Regions from separate parts of the Drosophila melanogaster genome. Here region 2 is linked to region 1. The links are chromatin contacts, called in public Hi-C maps. All regions are on one chromosome and are shown on one strand. The core of a region is the stretch at or near the end of the contact, and the rest is flanking DNA. Distances in the headings are between cores, read along the strand shown. Region 1 overlaps Eip63F-1 (Ecdysone-induced protein 63F 1). Region 2 holds the start of CG14985.

Region 1 (2,655 bases), core at 70-2,569:
ATTATAGTCAATTCATATTATCTTGACAAATAATTGAAAAGACTATTATTTTAAATACTAATTACATTGAACGCCTAACAAGTAAAGTAAATGTTGACAAATTGACTCAATATATATATATATATATATATTGTTTGCATATATTAAATATAGTGCGTGCCGGTGTCACTTTTGTTTGTTCGAGTCTGTCGAGTTGAGTTTGTAATAATCGCTTCACAGGTAATTTAAATATTTGTCCATTGCATTAGGAGCTCTTATCGCTTCTTTGCAGTTTGCACCGGTTATGCAGTAAATTTAAACTCGGTCACGTTCTGGCGAAAAGGACAGGGGCTTTTCACAGGAATTGGTTTGTGGGCTAGTGACATTTATCATATAAAAGCAGGCAACTGTTGCTGACAGCCCTCCTCCACGCAGGACCTACGAAGGGGTCCTGGGGCACAGGGACCCAGGCTTTGATGCCTGCCACCAGCAGGCGTGTGCTGCACACACCCGTCCATGCCACATGTTTGCCGACCTCTGGGAAACCTGTAAGTTGTAAGTTGACAGCGAACCACACTCGGAACACAGACAGCGACATGTGCCAGACAGACAAAGGAAAAGGCTACTGGTTGCTACCGAAATTCAATGAAAACGATAGACAAATCCGGTCTGAAATACGGAGCTTTTCAGCACATTTATGCCACGCATGCAACAAATTGCAGCAGGGGTTTGCAATCACTACTATATACGTGTTCAAAAGTATGCACTCTTATATATGACTAAAGATAATATGTGAATATTTTTTAATTTACTGCGACCATTTGCCCCATAAAAAACCCTATTCTGATTTAAAGTGCACAACTGAGTAGGTCCTTGAACCCCATTAAAGGCAAACGCAAATCACCATAAAAGGGCAGGAGCTTTGCCCACAAATGGCCACAAAAGGCGAGAGACAAAGGCTCACTTGATTGTGTTTTGGCTTTTGATACTCACTTGGCCAGTTGAATGTGGCTTAAAGCGTGCACTTGATGGCTTCATTGACATTCCAGGGGATTCAGTGACACTCTCGCCAGAGGGAGGGGCTTGGCTATATGAGGTATCAAGACGCTGATTTAGCCATTCGGACACAGCTAAGTGACCACCTGATGGTGGCTCTTCTTGGCCTTATTTATTCGTTGATTGCGGCACGCGAGCCACAGTTTTATTTTTTGCCATTTTCCTTGTTGCTCGGCTCCATTTTCTCACCTATTTAATTGGAGCTCAATTGCCGCTTAGTGGCACAACATGATTTCAAAATTGTTGCACGCACTTAGGCAGCCAAATTAATTGCCACCAGGAGTTGGGTTTGCTTTTAGGCGCAAAATCCACATAAACAGCAGCTGTAAGCCATTAAGTTTGCTATTAGCCAAGTTGTTAAGTGTCAAAGCCAAAGCCGCGGGGAATCTCGCTCTATCTTTCTATGTGTGTGTGTGTGTGTACGTGTTTATCTTTGCCATGTGAAATTAGTTTGCCGTGGCCAAAAACCACAACCGCTGGGCTTCGCATTAGCAACAACTGTCGTGGCAATTGCACAACCAGCCAACCGATGGAAAACCACCCACCAAAGCCGAAATAACCTTGGTGCATTTCGGCCCTAATCGAATTTCGGTGAAGACCTCTGGCTGAAATTTACATAACCAAGGGCCAAAGGAAGCTAGGAGCCAAATTAAATACAGCTTAAAATGCCAGCAGCGAAAATTCCTTGAAAATTGCCAACCAAGTGGAATGGAAATGGCTGGCAAGGAATAAATTCACTCCCCAAAAATGGTCGAAACTAAGTTCAAAGTTCATTGGTGCCCTTAAAAGCGTCGCCTTGAACTGCATTCCTTGGCCGAAAAATGAAAATTCCCCATTACCAGCAGACGTTGCACATACGCAACGTTGGCTCTTTGTAGAGATTTAATTAATGGCCAAACTGCAAGGTAATTTATTGGCCATCAAAGCCAGTCGCTCATGGATGCCTGCCTGTGTATTAGTCAGCATTTATTGCCTGCTTTACAACTCGAAATGCGGGCAACCATCGTCTCAGTGCAAAGCAACAATCTAACGGCGAACTTCCGTTTCCGTTCGCTTTGTGGCATGAGGTCACCTGCCACATACATACATATACAAGTATACGCCACCTACAACCGGCAGCAACATTTGCCAATAATTGATTACACTTTGCCATGAAGTTGTTGCCACACACCTCAGCGATTCTCCGCAGGATCCCCGTCCATCGTCCAAACCAACGGACTGCACTGGCAGACCGCAGTGGCCATTTGTTATGCCGGTTGTCATTGGATGTCTGTCATCGAGGGTGGCCTATAAACCGAAGGGATCTGTGATTGAAATAGAGCCATCCAAAAAGGACGCGGTCACAGTTGAGGAGAGATTGGTAGCAGCGCAAGTTAATCTACCGAATTGTAGAATACGGAATCAAAGGTGGCTTGAAGTAAGCAAGATTATTCGCAGATTGTGCAAAACCTAAATGCCTGCTCTTTTGACTGCATCTATGATTTAGGGCATTCCGATTGGGAAACTTCCCCATTTCGCCCCAGCCATCGATCAATGCCACGAAGTGCTCCCAACTGCAGGTCAAGCTTGAAAATTCGTTGCCTGCCTAACGAGCCAAATGAGCACAGACATATGTATGTG
Region 2 (2,655 bases), core at 104-2,603, 86 kb before region 1:
CTGCAGATTTATAGCCGGCCAAAATCTGCAATTGTGGGTGACTGCAACACACTCGCAGCTCGTTTTTGTAGAAATTGAATGAAATCTTTATAAAATTGGCAAGAGCCAGTCTAAATGAAGTTGCATTTCTTAAAACTAAACAATATTGTCTGCCTTTTCACGATGCAGCGCTTGAGTTGCGCCATATATCCACATCCGTTTGGAGGCATTTTCGGAATTTGTAGTTGACCAGGCCAATGGAATACATCGGATTGGCGGGCTTGTAGAAGTGCAGACCTCGCCCAATCTTAATTATGTAGCCATTGCTTAAGCTGCAAGAAAAAAAAAACGAATAGATAAGATAATTTAAATACATACGTTTTCAAGTGGGTGTACAGATTGCGAATATGCCAAATTAAGCTGTCCCATAACCTTTTAATGGAAAAACAATCGATGTTCCCCACTTCAAGTCCAATTTTACTGACGCTATCATTTTGCAAACTTACTAAATTTTTCGATCGTGCAGAGAGTCTTCGTATTTTATGTAGACAGTCACGTTCCGCCGCTCCAAGTCACCCTTGATCTGTCCAAGATTTGTTTCCTGCTGATCTGGATTCTTTGCATCCTTGTACTCTTTGGTGATCAGTCGAAAATACTTTAGGTTTGGGCAATTTGTGGCAGCTAGCTCCAAGAATCTTATTAGATTTTGATACTGCAAGCGAATATAAATTACAAGCAATGGCTCAACAATCATATTTCTTATCTTAATATGATATGAAACCTCATATGAGGTCATTACAAAAGATTAACACTTGATTCAATTTTCTTTGAATTATATTCGTAAATGTTGACCATCTTGAGGACTTGAGGATCATTCTCTTACCTGATAGTTCTGCGTCATGTAGGGTTCCTCCAGCATGATCTCGACGGTCTTGTCGTCCATGTATTTCCCGAAGAGCTGATCGTAGTCGAAGCCCGTATCATTCTCGTCGATGGAAACGTGGGAAACCACCTCGCCGAGCATTAGTTTGCCATTGATCCGCGCCTTAATTGCGTCAGCCCGATCCATGTACTCCTTGATCCTGGTCAGGAACCCCTTCCGTTTGGCTTCATCCGGTTCCCCGTTGACGAACTGCATCAACTGCCCGATCCCCTCTGTGTACAGCGTTTGCGCCTCCAAGATCCGTCCAACTTGGTCGCATTCCACGGCGCGTATAAGTAACTCCTTGGCGTTCAAAGCGCTGCTCATCTTGGCATCTCAGGCGGGGGAGTATTAAGTACTTCGAATATCTCACTGTTCAGGATCTTTTGATCGAGGATCTTTCACATTTAATATGTTATTGCCACGGAATGCAACATTCGAAAACGCAATCAGCTGGTTGTGTGACCATAGCGCGCTAGTCTGAAAACTCCGAAAGTAAGTCCGATTCGTTGGTATATATTCGGCATTATCTTTCGCTGACCGTTAATTTTCAAAACTAACAAAGGCTCTATATCTCTGGTGTTTATTTACGAATAATTTAAAAAAAAAATGTCTGTATTGAACATACATATATATATTACAATAAAAAAATAAATAATAGCACAGGCTTAAACTTAAAGCTATCTTGCACAAACATTTAATTTTATACGCATTGAGCAAGATTTTTCAAACATATTTTTACCTCTTGCTTTTTTGTTTGTGACAAACCTTTCAATTGCAACATGTGCAAATTTAAAATGCCCCACATTTGCATATTCCACTGTAGCACGATGACGTCCCCTTTACGAGCAATTACGTGGAATCGAAAACGAAAGCGTTTTATCGCCAGCCAGCAGTCAGACATGCCAACATGGAGCCGAATTCAATTTCACTAAGCCAAATATTAATTTATTTGTGTTTTCATTTCTGGCTCCAACCGCCAGGTGACCAATGGATCTGGATGAGGGACTGGACTGCCATGGCCATCCAATCCAATCGGAGTCAGCCAAGGAAAAAACCGAAAACGTTTCGTGTAATTTCGAGTATTGGGTGGGGGTTTTTTTTTTGGCTGGGTGGTTTGGTGGCTGAGTGGCTTTTCCGGACATCCCGAGTCCGTATTTTTATTTATGTCATAAATTTTAAGCCATTGGGAGCTGTGAACGGGAACGTGACGTCAGCTTATAGTTCGCACAGCGGGGCTTAAATTTTTCGTATTTTAAATGCGTATTAAGCAGAAAGAAAAGTCATTTCGGGTGATTCGACACAAAAACCAGGCACCCAGCTCATCCAATTGCGAATAAATATGGCTTAATACATGCGTGCGATGATGTGCTGCCATTTGACTATGCAATTTGTTTGCTTCGATTAAGTGAAATGTCAAAAAAATATAGCACAGCTCAAAAAGCCATCGAAATTGAGAGAAAATTTGGAATTTAACCAAAAAAAAATAATAATAAAATGTGTTGATAAACAGGTTGTATTTTAAATGAGCTAATGGTATTCGAGGTTTCTTTATAAAAACGAAAGCTAAACAATTCAATTAGGCAATGAAAAGTGGAATACAGATGATTGAAAATCATATTTTATTTATTAATAAATAACTGGTAAAAAATATAGCTGATTTGATAATTATTCGTAACTTTTTATACTTTCTCACACTTTAAAAATAACAATCCAAATTTTACGTAAATTTTCTCCCATGCTCCTATGTTTTA

Evidence for each region. A called contact is a pair of places that touch in the nucleus more often than the background predicts.
Region 2: a contact with region 1 is called in a Hi-C map of the Kc167 cell line, with 1.6 times the contacts expected there. A contact is called at or near these places in 23 of 107 Hi-C or Micro-C datasets (the Clone 8 cell line, the D17-c3 cell line, the Kc167 cell line and 11 more) and 2 of 7 datasets of targeted methods (both in the Kc167 cell line).

What each region holds. Positions count from the first base shown.
Region 1 is chr3L:3,916,340-3,918,994 of dm6, reverse strand. All of the region lies in intron 4 of Eip63F-1 (Ecdysone-induced protein 63F 1), which reads left to right. Among named protein-coding and RNA genes, the nearest start is that of mge, 7.7 kb to the right of the region's middle.
Region 2 is chr3L:4,002,172-4,004,826 of dm6, reverse strand. It overlaps CG14985, which reads right to left and starts at 1,353. Exons shown (of 3, transcript NM_139589.3): 1 at 863-1,353; 2 at 486-691; 3 at 1-311. The coding sequence starts at 1,228. The coding sequence ends at 158.